5 separate regions of the Mus musculus genome follow, and regions 2, 3, 4 and 5 are each linked to region 1. Evidence: chromatin contacts called from public ChIA-PET, Micro-C and promoter capture Hi-C data. All regions are on one chromosome and are shown on one strand. The core of a region is the stretch at or near the end of the contact, and the rest is flanking DNA. Distances in the headings are between cores, read along the strand shown. Region 1 holds the start of Gls (glutaminase). Region 2 overlaps Inpp1 (inositol polyphosphate-1-phosphatase). Region 3 overlaps Gm17767 (predicted gene, 17767). Region 4 holds the start of Inpp1 (inositol polyphosphate-1-phosphatase). Region 5 holds the start of 1700019D03Rik (RIKEN cDNA 1700019D03 gene).

Region 1 (2,700 bases), core at 71-2,570:
TAAAACAATTTTATCCTTTAAAAATCTGTCCACCGCACAGAAGACATCAGACAAGCCATCACTGGTCCCGATAGGAACAGGTGGTCCATGCTGCGTTCCTCGTCCTCTAGGCCACATGTCCCTATTCCGCCTAATCTCATTTCTGAAGCATTATTTCCGGTGGCCCAGATGGCTCTACGCACGCCAAAACGATCCACCTCAGGAGGATTAAGAACCCAAGGCCACATCTGGCATCCAGTGGGATGGTGGTGGAGGCTTACAGAATGGGGGAACTGCGGCCTGGCAAAAAGGTGAATCGGGAAGGTAGAAGCTCCGCTCTACGCCCGACTCCTCAATGTCACTCGGGAGAGATGGAGGTTCGCGTGGCATCACCCTCGCAGAGCCGGGGCGCTGAGCACGCGGCGCGGCCGGACAGCAGCCTCTGCCCGGCAGGGGCTTCAGCAGGCAAGACCCTCCCGGCGCTCACCCGTCACCCCGGGGCGACTCGCGCCGGCCACGGAGGGGAAGTGGGAGCAGGCGAGGGGCGCGGGCGGGGCCGGGCCTAATCACATGGCACAGCCGTCGCAGGCCGCCTGGCATCGCTTTCTTTCTCTTCCGCGAACCTCCGTTGCTAAGCCGCACCGCCACCGCCCACCGCCCAGGGCCCGACCCCTCCCCTCAGCCTCACCCACGCAACTCACTTGTCGCCCGCGGCCACCATCTCCTTGCCCTCGCTGTTGCCGAACGCGTCGGTCTCCCCCGGGCTGTCCTTGGGGCCCGGGGCTGCGGGTGGCGACGCCCCTGGCTGCTGCTGCTGCTGCTGCTGCTGCTGTGGCGGCGTACCCCCCTTCCCCAGCTCCTGTAGGATCTCCGAGGGCGAACTGGACAGGCCGCCCGCGCCGGGGCCCTTCGCGCGGCCGCCCCCGCCCCACCACGGGTGGAGTCGCGCAGCGGCCACCAGGCCAGCGGTCGGCCGGCTCCCGCCCCGGGGGCGCCGGCACAGCGTGCCGAGGGGCTGCGCGCGCCGCAGGACGGCTCCGACGGCGGCGGGCGGCCTTAAGAGCAGCTCCCGTAGCATCGCCGAGCCTCGCAGCCGCATCATACCGCCGGCGCCCGCTCGTCAGATGAGGATGCTTGGGGCGTGGGCGGCCGCTCTGCTCCCGGAACCGTGTCCCGCACGGCGGGGAGAGGACTGGAAAGAGAAAAAGTCCGGGACGGGGTGTGGCCCCAGCTCCGCCGCTCCCGCCGCCAACGCCGCCGCCCTCGCCGCCGCCGCCGCCCAGCCTGCAGCCAGCCGAAGTTGCTCTGGCCGCCGCGAGCTCCGCACTGAGACTGACGCTCAAGGGAGGGCTGGAGACATACCAGGCTCACCAACCGGGGGCGGGAGGACGCTGACGGCCTGCCCCCTGCAAGCTCTTCCATTGGCTCAGCCTGCCGACCTCTCTTCTGATTGGCTAGAGAATCGGTCAAATTTGTCTCCGCGCCCGTACGCAGTCCCGCTGGGTCCTGGAGGGCGGGGAGAAGGACGACTGACGTGTGTCAGCCCCGCCGACCGCTCTTCCCCCTTGCCTCGGGCCACCTGAGGCCAAGCTGGGCGAGGACCCGTAGCTCCGGAGTCTGGCCATTCACCAGGCAGGTGCGCTCCAGGGAAGCACGTCCTCCAGCTATTGAGGAAGCTGGAGTGCGCCTGTTCAGGCCGCCCAAGGCTGGAGGGAGGCTGGCGGTGGCAGATCGTCTGGTCCAAACCTACTGCTCGCCCCCTCGGTTAGGGGAATGTGTCCGCCCCTCTGAAGGCATCGGTTCTGCCAAGGCCGCCCTGACTAGCTTCATCCCTCTCCCAAATGTGCTTAAAACTTTCCATGGTTGGCTACTGCCCAGAAGCGAAATGTTTTGGAAAAAATGAGCAAAATCCTTTCAGCTATGCAACTTAAGACATTTAGAACGTTTGAGCGTAGGAACAACGAAGAATAGAGAAAAAGCCAGAGTAAGGGTGGATCTCTTCTATCTTCTACAAGATTTCTCCAAATCTTTTGAACGGCGATTATTTCATTAGTACCAGTTGACTTGAAAGCAAAATACTGCAGATCCTTTTTCTATTTTAAAAGCCATTTTAAAATAGAAGCATCTGAATACCATGTCTCAAAACTGTTTCAGCACAGCATCACCTCATCCATGTATCCTTTTAGATGTGTGTGCATCATATGTTTCCTGAGTCTGCACACATATACCACTCAGGACTAAAACCGCTTTTTAAACCATTTCCTGAAACAGATAGGCTTAAATGCATAGATTCACCAAAGTTAGCAGGATATGTAATTCACCAGATTTAGTAATCCAATCAATCTGTACATGTTGAACGAGATTAGTAACCAAAGAATCTGACTGTGCCTACAGGCTTGTCATGCTCAAGTTTTTGTTTTGTTTTCAACCTGCTCTTTAGATAAAAATAAAAAGTGTGAAGGAAATGACCTTGTGGGGGGAAAAAAAGCCAGAATTTTATATTACTTGGGTGGCTTTTATTATTGCTTAAGGTTAGTTTGTCAAAAATATTAATATTAGTGAATCAAAGTTATATATTTAGGAAAAACAATACATTCTAGGGGAGAGATAGCAAATGTTACCCTTAATAATATCTAACTTTGTCTTTCTAACTTATGGGTTGCTTTCAAACCTTAGTGTTGTTCAGTTTCTTACAAACTAGTTATCTGTTTTTACTGCCTC
Region 2 (2,700 bases), core at 14-2,513, 570 kb after region 1:
TGAAAAAATATATAGTCTATGGAGATTTTGTATAATTCATGTATTCTCTTCTCACACTGGTGGTCAAGATTTTACTGAATTCTACAGTAGTCCTCAGGTTTAAAAAGTTCAATAAAGATATTGAAGTGTTTTATATTATTTTCTATCATAAAGTTCCATCCTCCCAAATTTAAAAAAAAAAAAAAGAAGGTGGGGCGAGTTATATAAAAGACGACAGAATGCCCAGTGACACAGACTTAGAAACCATTTCCTATGTTGAAGAACTCAAGCTGTCATGCTGGGCAGCGTCAATTCAGGCAACTTACTCCAGCTCTCTGTGACAGCTTCATCCCAGTAGAACAATGGCTCTAACCTTACAGAATTCTTATAGGGGTAACAAAGTCAAGTCCATGCAGCCTCAGTGAGCACTGCTTGCTGGTGTTACTGCTACGACTCAAGAAGCCTGGCTTTTTCTAGCCATTTCCACACATAGAATCACAATCAGTGTTTGTCATGACCATATTTTTATAGTAGAATAAAGGGAGAGTTCGCCTAATTCCAAGCCCATAACCAAAGCAAAACATTAGATAAATGGTTTAGCTGAGAAGCCAAACACTGCTCTGAAATAAGTGGGTCAGAGCGTGGACACACAGAAGGAAGCGTCAGTGGCCCTCGGGAGCATGTAGCTCAGTGTGCTCTGGTGCAGAGAGCATATATTATTTATTAACAAGAAACCCATCAATAAGTAAGAGGGTCAATACCATATACTCAGGTTAGGAATCTGAGCACTCTCATCCTGTTTGCTTTTCTATACTTCAATGATTTCCTGCAAAGACCATTTTAATACTGTAATAAAAATAAGGCAAGGCTGCAAGGTGTTTGTTTGGACCTAAGAGAACATAAGAGTCAGTAAAAGGCCTGCTGTTTATTCTGAGGGAACCAGAGGAAGCACGGAGGCAGGTGTCCTGCAGCCACCGTGGCCTGACCTCTTACCTTGTTTTCCATGTTCTGTTTTATAACTTCCTGCACCAGCACATCCGCCAGGGTCTTGAAATCTGCAGCAAACTTCTTGTTCTTCTCTGCACCTTTCTTCTCCTCAATGAGCAGCTGGAAGAGGGTCTCCTGCTGCCTGCACGCCCTGGCGATGTTAGCAGCCTTCTCGGAGACACAGAGCAGCTCCAGGAGGATGTCTGACATTTCTAAAGCCTGCTTCTTTCTCAGCCTCACCCACCCTCTGGCTCACAGCTGCAAGAACACAAGAATATGAAAGAGAAAGCAGTTCAGGGATGATGTCAGGGCGTCTCTCCCACTAACACATAGCTGGCAGCAACCTGTCAGGGAAGCTGACCTGCTAGTGAGTCACCGCACATTTTCAGCGTGCAAGACTGCAGTTACAATCTAAAGATTGAAACAAACGTATTTCTCAAAAGTCTTGTAAACCAATTACACTCTTAAAGAAACTGAATGTTCAGTGAAAGAAAAAGAAAAAGCCTTGAATTAGAATTTATGTTACAGGGCCATAGCAAGACAGAGTGTCACGACGTCCGAGGAAAGGCAGATTGCTACAAGGTCCTTAATCATGACACAGCTTTATCTCAATTACATTGACGTAATTCTCTTCTCTGTGAGAATGGTGAGGGATGACAATCATGCTGCCAGATCCATGTGCTAAGTGGATGAGCAGCAGGCATTGTGTCTTCCAGACTCTGAGGCCGGTCTTGGGCAAGCACTATAAAGCAGCTCACAGCCAACTCCACTCAAACATTCCAGGGACATATTCCATCTGCCACCAAGTAGCAGCCTACACACCAAAGCAAGGGGACTTACACCTTGTTGGACTTGAGAAGTTCTGTCTTCTAAGAACCATGTAGTATGCCTACATCATTATTTCTATTCTTTATTTCTTCTCTCTCTCTCTCTCTCCCTCTCTCTCTCTCTCTCTCTTTCTTTCTTTCTTTCTAGACCTGGCTGTCCTGGAACTCATTCTGTAGACCAGGGTAGCCTGGAACTCAAAAGATTCGTCTGCGTCTGCCTCCCAAATGCTAGGGCTAAAGGTGTGTGCACCACACCTGGCTCCTATCTACTGGTGCTGCCTCAAAATGCTTCTGTGGTCCTCTTCCTGTTCAAAGCCTGAGTCGTTCTGCTTCCTCTGTCGTGAGATTACCCTGCCCTGTGTGACATACAGTTTGGAAACGGAAGCTTAGAGGGTTGAGCAACTTCTAAAAAAGGTTACACAAGACTAAAACATGGGGCTCAGAACTGCCCCCACACACCCCACATCAGGTTTCTTTATTATCACAACAGTTTCCTCTATGAAAAGAAGCTTGAGGCTGGGAACCACTCAGCTGTGAAAACACTGATGTGGGGGTGTGGCAAACTGTTAGAGCCTGCTTGTCTTAAGTCTGTTCAAAAAACAATTTTTTTTTCTTCCTGAGGAAATATGTTCCTCAACAGAAATAAAGGAAAGATGACCAACACGGAGAGATGTCCCTTGTCACAACTGCAGTTGCTTTACTGCCAGTGGTCGTCTCTGGAAGGCAGTAGTAGACAGGTGCTAACTCCCTGACACTGGAAACACACAGGCTTCCAGGGAGCTGCTGTCATAACTGTACCAAATCCCACCCAGGGCCCTCTTTCCTCAGTCAGTAACCTTAAGTCTTTCCCTAATCTCTGGTAAGAAAATAAGAGTTAAAATATCTTCATACAAGGTAGATTAAAATT
Region 3 (2,700 bases), core at 169-2,668, 650 kb before region 1:
GCTGGAGATTCAGACAGCTGTGGATCACCAGCTGTGGTCCAGGGAGCTCTACTCTTCTCTGTCCTCAGGAAGAATATGAGTGCTCTTGACTGCTGAGCCATCTCTCCAGCCACAGCTAGGTGTATTTCTGAAAGTTGGTGGTACTGACATTTCAATGATTGTCAGCCTCGGAGATATGCAACCAAAGGCTTTGGTCACACTCTAAAAGATACGCATTCCTCTAAAGATGTTTCCTTTGTCTAGAGTTGTTTATATACACAGGGCAAGATGAATGAAAGCAAACAAGATATGAAGCATATCTAGAGCCCACACACCCATAATCAAATTAGAACATGCGGCTTATCTGTCTGACAGTGAGGAGCATACTGACCCTACACATCCCTAGGCTACCCCTTAGTGCACTGATGCATTGCACTATTTTCATCTGTGTTGAACGGGCAAATATATTGGATTGACCCTCTTGCTGAGTACATGGATAGCTCAATTCAGTTCAATTGAGCAAGTCAGACAGAGTGAGCATTGTTGAGAAATGGAAGATAGAAGATGGGCTCTATAAACTGGGTGGCACTTACTCAGGTTCTGTGCCTCCCCGTTCTGTGATTTAGGCCAAATTACTTTTATCTCAAAGCTCTGATTGATTGATCTACACAGTAGGTATGTGGGGACTTTGCTCCCAGATTAGCTGTAAGAATTTAAAAGATCCTATTTACAAAGTGCCAGAAACCTAATGTGATAAGAACGCTCATTGCTATCAGGTGTTAGGGGTATTGAAGGTTGGTAATCTATATGCCTGTCATTCATTACTACCTAACAGGAACAAAGAACAACAACAACAACAACAAAAACAGCAACAATAACAAAACCCACATAACTGATTTCAGCTGGGTGAATCTTAGCAGTAGGTTGATGCTGATCTGTTCCGTAGTTCTCTAAGGGCCACTTAGAGTTTGTTTGTGCCATGGTCTTAGCAGGAAATATGAGGGGAGAAGCCTCACTAAATGAACGCAGCCCAAGCACGCTATGTATCATGAACATTTCACAGAGGCAGAAACATGTCCTGTAGCCAAAGCCGAGGGATGGGCAAGGTACTGAGCCTGGTGCTTCAGAGCAACAATTAAGTCACACAGTTTAAACAACCAGAGGTAGGTCAGAACCTGGAGGAATGTGGTTTTTTTTTCCTCTCAATTCTTGCTCCCAGCTATAATGGTACAACGTAAGCAAGTCGCAGATGGTGTTGTGGTTTGGATCTGGAATGCCTCCCAGAGGTATATGTGTGAAAGCTTGGTCTCTAGCTGTGGCAGCTAGCAGGAAATGACAGAAACGTTAGGAAGCAAGGTCTGGTTGGAGTAAATAGGTCATTGGGGTTGGGCCTTTTGAAGCATGCTGGAGCTCCAACCACTTCCTGTCTTTCTGTTTCCTGACAGCTGTAAGGTAAAGGGCCTCCTATGTCACAGGCTTTCAACACTGTGGTATTTTGCTTCACCTAATGCTGAGAAGTAGTGGTCCAGCTGACCTTGGGCTGAAACCTTGAACTCAGAGAAGCCTGTCCTCCTTTATATTGTATGTCACATGTTTTATCACAGTGACAAAGCTGTGACATGGGTGGAGTTCTGTCATATACACAGGGGGAAGGCACAGAAAGCTGCTATAGAAATTGTCCTGTAAGCCTGATAAGGTCAGATCTCCACCCATTTGGGCTTCTCTGACAGCTCTTTGCATCAAAGGTTTACTATCGTGGCAGATTTACCAACATTTTGGGTACAAAGGGCTAACATTTGACCAAATCTGAACCTTTGAGACTCTTGAACCCTGTGTCTGCAAATCAGCCATGCCCGAACAAACACGCAACAAACCCACAGTTACCATTATCAATGTTAACAATAGATTCATGAAATACTAATAAACAGACTTTTAAGAATACCATTTGGCAAAATTGTTGGTGTTTATCAAAGTGTAAGAAGGAACCAGCTGGGGCTGGAGAGATGGCTCAGTGGTTAAGAACACTGACTGCTCTTCCAGAGGTCCTGAGTTCAAATCCCAGCAACCACATGATGGAGATCTGACACCCTCTTCTGGTGTTTCTGAAGATAGTTTCAGTGTACTTATATATAATAAATAAATAAATCTTTAAAAAAAAAAAAGAAGAAGAAGAAGGAACCAGCTGACATCTGGAAGCAGCTCTCCTAGGAGTCCAGTCTTATCTCTCTATCAGATACCCACTCCCACCAGGCATTCCTAGATGATAAAAGAATTGGGCCTAGGTGTTCATTCTAACTGTAAAAGACCAACATAAGTTGATGCCCCGGACGATGTTTCCTGTGTTGTCTCTACTCCTGCTATGAATAACAAGTTTCTGTTAAACTGTGTCTACAATTCCAAACATAGAATATCCAATATTCAGTAGGCATTCATTGTTTAGTCTAAGCATTATGAAGACTTCTGTGTACCTCTTATTTATTCTCTGTTGCATGGTAAAACTAAGGCTGTGCATTGGAGCTAATGAGGAATTAGAATCACCATTTAAAAGTTTGGAAGACATCACAACTGTCAGGTTTTATTCAACTTTCATTTGAGAACCAAGCATTAGAAAGTAACATCCAAATCTTCATTGTTAAGTCTTTGATCAATCAAACAAGATGAGACAGGAAAAATAAATCTATGTTAGGTTCTCCTTCAGGCTGTGTGGTTGGTCTAGCTCAA
Region 4 (2,700 bases), core at 157-2,656, 580 kb after region 1:
GCAAAGAAGAGTTCTTAGTCTATTCAAAAACTGAAGTGTAACTTTATGTGTCTTACACAGTCTTCTTCATTGCTAAGAATTAACTGCAAAAGTATTATAAAAGTCCTTTAAATGTAAGTTCTTAAGAAAACAGCAAACAGGCACGTGCAGGGGTTAAAATCGGCTTTCCCGTTGCCTGTATTTTCCCTTTCATTCTGTACTTTCAGATGCCTGACTGAGGTCATCTTGCTAGTCCATCAGCCAAAAGTAGTCCCTGGGGTTGTTTTCTTCCTTAGATTGTTACCAGGTGGGTGGACCTAAGTCTTACCATCTGATTAAAACTGGGAATTAAGGGCAAGGAGCCAAAAAAGCAAAGCAAAACAAAACAAAACAGAAAGATTCATTCTGCATGGGATACATATATATTAAGAGTCCTGTCCGCACGGCCTCAAGCCGCAGTCCTTTTGACGCGAACACCCTCACACAGTGGGCAAACTTCCACGTGTTCCGGTCCTAGTTTTAAGGACAGAAATCTCCAAAGTACACACCGCGCTTGTTAACGTGTATTCCCTAGATTTTTCTTTCACACCTCATGTCTGACAGTCCATATGATTTTTACCAAAGCCAGGTTAGATAATTTAGATGACACCCTTCTATGCTGTCCACACCCACTGCCTAGACATGTCTCACAAAACCATACTTCAAAATGTAGAAAAAATATACCCCCGGACTGTTTAGTCTACACCCATCCAATGGGTCTCTAGAGACAGTCAACGTGGATCCACGTTAGAAGCATCTCTCAGGCAAACTGCTCCCCTACTTCTTGACAGCTACGCCACCTACCCGTGGAACCTGGGCCTCTGCTTCTGACCATTCTCAGATCACCTCATTCAACCTAGAGGCTAGTGGTAGGAATGGAAAGAACCGAGCAGAAGAAGCTACTCTGCGGGCGATTGGATTTCTTTCGGTGGCTTCTGCAGAGCTAAGGGGGCGGCGTGATCCGCGAGCTTAGCCTCTCGGTTCGGGGTTCGGGCTCTGTGTGGGTGGGCACGGGCAGGCCGGAGAGGCCTCGATGCAGCGACCCGGTACCTCGCAGGCCCAGGCGCCGAGGCCAGTAGCCTTCGGCCGGAGACCGACTCACCTGCCCTCTGCAGAGGCGATGGAGCGCGCGAGGCTCGCGGGGACCCAAATGCGCGGAGGTGGAGACGCTGGACACCGGGGAGGGGTGGCGAAAGCAGGAAAGCGGATTACCTAAGCGAGGATGCAGAGCCCCAAGGAGGATACAGCCTTTCCCAGAGAAACGGAAGAGGCGGAGGAGGGGCGAGAGAGGAGGAAGGGAGTGCCAACGCCTGGAGGTGGTCGCGCTGGGACCTGGCGCAATCCTCCTGTGGCGGGCACAGCCGGAGGGCAAGCCGCCAGGAAAACACCGGAGGTCACCGCAGCGAAGGCGGGGAGGCGCCCTGCCTCTCTTGGCTCCAGCAGTGCAGCCCAGTTTCTGCCAGGTCCCGGCCCCGCCTCTTTCCCCCGGGGCGGGTGGCCTCTTGCTTCTGGGGCGGGCGAGGGCATCCCACGCCAGCCAGCCTGAGTCTGGCCTCCGCGACGTCACAAGTGAAGCTTTGTCAATTTGCTTGAGAGGGCCAGAAAGGTCAGGGTTGCCTCAACCACAGTTCTTGGTGTGCATTGTTTCTTCAGAAGCACCCAAAAAGTCTTTGAGAATATTCCTCCTCCATTCATTTGAACCCTTGGTGTTATGGGTTTGACAGATGGTTTGAAGCTGTGAAGTTGGACTTCCTGCTAGAATGAGTCCCCCTGTTCTAATAGAAGCGTCTAGGTTCCTACATGTTTGTTTAGTCAAAGCAGTGTCTTCTGGACCTTATTAGTTGTGGGTCAAGGCCCAGCCAGGCAAGAAGCACATGTTGGGTGGGAAACTCATCTCTTGCTGCAACCCTTTTAAACTAATGCTCAGTGTGACTTAAAGATATAGTTGGGAGTGGTAGGTGGAAATAGAAATGGGTGGTGATGGACAAAGGGCAGCAAGGGTAAGAATTTTAAAAAGGGCAACATTCAACTTTGGGATAGAAGGGGCTCAGAGTCTCTGTGAGTGCTCTGGGCCCTTCTGTCCTGGTAAGATTTATCCGGCTTCCCTGTGATTTATTCTGTGGCTGGAACTGGGAAGCACTTCAACAATTCTAGCCTGCAGGCTTTCTCATCAACCTCTCCCCAAGCTCCCATTTATTTATGCGCAGTACTGCGATGGCACCTCACCCACTTCCATTCCCCATCCGCCTTCCATTCACTCACAGGTTCAGTGGATTCAGCCTTCTTTCTCACTTTTACTTTGTTTTGTTTTGTTTTTGGTAAGAGTCTCACTTTATAACCCTTGCTGGCCTCAAATTCGCTATCCTCCTGCTTCTGCCTTCTGGGTGCTGGGAGTACAGATGGGTGCTACCATGCCTAGATCCTCATATTGTCCTTTAGTTCCATTCTCTTAAGTCCATTCTTGGTGTTACAGCTGATATTAATTATGAAATCATATCCATGACAGCAAAATCAAGGAATAATATAAATGTGACATTTACCATAAGGAAATGGGAGTAGATTTGTATCTAGGAGCAGAACTGGGGAGGGGCTAGAGTAGGAGCTATGACTCTAGCCCATTTCTCTGCAGGTGCAGAGACCACCCTACAATACGTATCTCACTGGATCACTTGCTTGCTCTGA
Region 5 (2,700 bases), core at 146-2,645, 720 kb after region 1:
TTCCTTTCTCTACTGTCTTCTCTGCTTTCTTTCTTTTTCTTTTCTTTACTTTTTTTTAGGGAGTGAGCTCCAAATTTAAAGTTTTAGACTTTCTTTTCAAAGAGAAGTAGACATCCTGAATGTAATCTTGGAAGTTGAAAGGTTGTTGGCTGGGGCAGGACTGAGGAGACACAAGCAGAAGTCAGCTCAGTGTAAACACGGCTTTTCTGACAGGAGCAGGATATAACTCCAAACACTGAGTTCCTCACACTGAAGTGGCCAATCAGAACCTGGCTTCTGGCAGCAGTGCTGTGTGGACAGCATACTGAAATTGCCTGAGGGCAGACCACAGTTTAAAGTACCCTTATTATCTCATAATGTACCTACAGTTATTTTTCTTACACAGCAAAAAGAAAAAAAGAAAGAAAAGAGTAAATATGAAGTTACTATTTTTCCCAGAACCTTTCTGCTATACTTAATACCATTTCCCATCCATACATACAAGATAGCTGTGTCAGGAAATAAAACCCCTTTCAAAGGAAAAACGGATTTTCTTGACTCGTGCTTAGCTATATTATCCCCCTGAAATTTTGCCAAAAATCTCCATCTCATATATACGGGCAGTGACGGATCTTTAAAAAGAGGTGGACAGTTTACCCACTAGTTTATGTTGTTTTGTTACCTTCAGTAAAAGATGGGGGAGGGGTCAAAACAGCAATAGAAGAGAAACGACTGGACTGCGTCTGGAGCTTTCTCTGGTAGCTGGGCTCCCACTGTCTATTCTTTCATTTCTCTTTCATTTGCATCATTTCCCCTCAGGATTCAGCCTCCCACAGCTTCCAAGAGTACAGACACTCTGCTAATCATGTGCCACTCAGCACAAGCCTGACAGCTTGACTTGTGCATGTAGTGTCCTTACCGGAAAACCTCCATTCATTCTTCAGGTGGGGAGGAGGATGAACCTGCATCTTGCAATGAGCAATGAAATACTTTAGTTTGTGGGCTCGGAACAAGATCAGAAGATGGAGCTAAAGGCTCAATTAAGGAACCTAGGATGTGAGGTTGTGTCCAGGACAGCTGGCTGTGAAATGTTAGATAAAATTAACTACTGCAACTCCGGCTTTCCTGGGTTGGAAAGTCAAAAGGTCACAGCATCGGAGCAGGACACCCACCTTCCAGATGTTCACTTACCCTACACTGCAGCGGGCCAGCTGCACCGCCATCGCAAGTCTGCGCGGCCTCGGCCGAGGAGGCGCGGGCGCTTGGCTGTTCTCATGCCCCTGGCCGCAGCCCGGGCTCCCAGGGTGGGTGCTGCCCCCCAGGGCGGGGCCTCAGGAAGGGAGCCGAAGCCTGAAAAGGTGCGGCATGGCCGGGCAGCAGAGACAACGTCTCCCCTGGAGTAGGGCGGACGTCCTTCGGCAGTGGTCCCGGCTCCTCCCCCTGCACCCCTCCTAATCCACCCCCCTCCTCCCAGAACTGCTCACGAGTTCGCGGCTCGCTCCCTGAAAGTGGAGCCAAGGGACCCGCGGCTACGGAGCACAACCCTCAGTGTTGGCACCGCCAGGGGCTACCCCTGCCCAACAGCATTGGGTTCCAAGCACAACCAAAGGGATCCGAAGTGCTGGGCCACAGCTCGCACTCCCACCCGGCAACCTATTCACACACGGCTCCACCTCCCCAGCAAGATCCAGACCACCAAGTATGAAAGCTAAGTGAGCTTGTATCTCCCTCTCCTGCCCCACATCCCCAGAGCCACCTGGACTGAGACATCACCTGATCTCTGTCCACGTGGGAGCAGGCGCGGCTCGTCCGGTGCTGCAGCGTGGCGCCAGCCCCGCAGGTGATCTCCTGTCACCTGCCCCGGGGCCCTCCCCTGAAGGCTGCGCTGCTCCAGTGCCAGTTTAGCAGTCAAACCTGTTTTGATCCCAACGCCACGCCTCGCAGCTCTACCCTAAGACACCACCAGACCTAAGTACTTTGCCCCAGTGCACTCGGAAGTGCACCAAGCACTTCTAAATTTAAAAATGCGTCCAGTATTGCACTTTTCTATCCCCGAGTACCCAAATATCGAAACGCTTGTTTCTCAAAACAAAACATCAAGAAAGATCATATTCTTACCCTTTAAGGAAACAAGCGCCTCAAAACATAGCCATTATTCAGTTAGACCTCATTCCATGAGATGCCTGCATCTGTCTGTGTGATTCCCATCGTCAGTAACCGCCCCAAGAGAATGACAAAAGAACCATTATTCCATCCTGTCCTACAATGGATTGTCAATGCAAAATTCATGCCCCAAGGGACCTCAGCAGAACTCTCTCAGTTCCTTGCTTTACAGATGCAGATGCTTAGGCTGAGCCCAGCCTTAGGATTGGGGGGAGGGGGGGGCGGGGATGCAGAGATGAGTGGATTCCTGAGAACCCACAGCCAAAGGGGCAACCTTCAGGTTTCATGAAGGACCCTGACTCAAGTAAATTAGGTCCAGAGCAGTTGAAGATGCTACCCAAGGGCACACACACACACACACACACACACACACACACTTCAGCACTTTCCTCTCTCCCCACTCCTAAAGAAAAGCCTGAAGCCTATAGGCTAACATAAACAGGGCCTTTTGGAGGTCCATTTCAGTAAAAAATTAACTCAGAGAGCAAAGGATCTAAGAAGTCCCTCCAGACCTAGCTCAGCTTTAAGTGAATCCAGCATTTTAGTTTAGTTCTGTGC

The links. Promoter capture Hi-C pulls out the DNA fragments that hold promoters and counts their contacts. Hi-C and Micro-C count contacts between places; a contact is called where the count stands out from the background. ChIA-PET counts read pairs in DNA pulled down with a chosen protein or histone mark.
Region 2: an RNA polymerase II ChIA-PET map of effector CD8 T cells shows a contact between it and region 1, with 39 read pairs. The contact joins the enhancer-like site here to the promoter of Gls in region 1. A contact is called at or near these places in 4 of 39 promoter capture datasets (the C10 cell line, hippocampal neurons and pre-B cells), 1 of 484 Hi-C or Micro-C datasets (Th1 cells), 6 of 115 datasets of contacts at active chromatin or transcription factors (the 230-238 cell line, bone marrow-derived macrophages, effector CD8 T cells and 2 more) and 1 of 9 other capture datasets (adipose tissue).
Region 3: an RNA polymerase II ChIA-PET map of memory CD8 T cells shows a contact between it and region 1, with 18 read pairs. The contact joins the enhancer-like site here to the promoter of Gls in region 1. A contact is called at or near these places in 1 of 484 Hi-C or Micro-C datasets (CD8 T cells) and 2 of 115 datasets of contacts at active chromatin or transcription factors (memory CD8 T cells and thymic regulatory T cells).
Region 4: a contact with region 1 is called in a promoter capture Hi-C map of the HPC-7 cell line. The contact joins the promoter of Inpp1 here to the promoter of Gls in region 1. A contact is called at or near these places in 11 of 39 promoter capture datasets (the 3T3-L1 cell line, the C10 cell line, the HPC-7 cell line and 5 more), 2 of 484 Hi-C or Micro-C datasets (CD4 T cells and Th1 cells), 9 of 115 datasets of contacts at active chromatin or transcription factors (the 230-238 cell line, astrocytes, bone marrow-derived macrophages and 5 more) and 1 of 9 other capture datasets (adipose tissue).
Region 5: a Micro-C map of embryonic stem cells shows a contact between it and region 1, with 6 times the contacts expected there. The contact joins the promoter of 1700019D03Rik here to the promoter of Gls in region 1. A contact is called at or near these places in 2 of 39 promoter capture datasets (cranial neural crest and pre-B cells), 4 of 484 Hi-C or Micro-C datasets (all in embryonic stem cells) and 7 of 115 datasets of contacts at active chromatin or transcription factors (astrocytes, embryonic stem cells and large pre-B cells).

Annotation. Positions count from the first base shown.
Region 1 is chr1:52,231,912-52,234,611 of GRCm38.p6, forward strand. It overlaps Gls (glutaminase), which reads right to left and starts at 1,321. Exons shown (of 18, transcript NM_001081081.2): 1 at 681-1,321. The coding sequence starts at 1,081.
Region 2 is chr1:52,798,313-52,801,012 of GRCm38.p6, forward strand. It overlaps Inpp1 (inositol polyphosphate-1-phosphatase), which reads right to left. Exons shown (of 6, transcript NM_008384.2): 2 at 973-1,224. The coding sequence starts at 1,176. Among named protein-coding and RNA genes, the nearest start is that of Inpp1, 18 kb to the right of the region's middle. Within about 2 kb of position 1,264, at least 252 of the 459 cell types and tissues checked have an H3K27ac peak or open chromatin away from gene starts, as enhancers often do. A contact at or near this core is called in the 230-238 cell line, Th1 cells, adipose tissue and 6 more, where this site is marked.
Region 3 is chr1:51,583,738-51,586,437 of GRCm38.p6, forward strand. The region is part of intron 2 of Gm17767 (predicted gene, 17767); the gene reads right to left. Among named protein-coding and RNA genes, the nearest start is that of Gm17767, 12 kb to the right of the region's middle. Within about 2 kb of position 1,419, at least 138 of the 459 cell types and tissues checked have an H3K27ac peak or open chromatin away from gene starts, as enhancers often do. A contact at or near this core is called in CD8 T cells, memory CD8 T cells and thymic regulatory T cells, where this site is marked.
Region 4 is chr1:52,816,282-52,818,981 of GRCm38.p6, forward strand. Inpp1 (inositol polyphosphate-1-phosphatase) reads right to left here and starts at 1,407. Exons shown (of 6, transcript NM_008384.2): 1 at 1,121-1,407.
Region 5 is chr1:52,951,445-52,954,144 of GRCm38.p6, forward strand. 1700019D03Rik (RIKEN cDNA 1700019D03 gene) reads right to left here and starts at 1,396. Exons shown (of 2, transcript NM_144953.3): 1 at 1,171-1,396.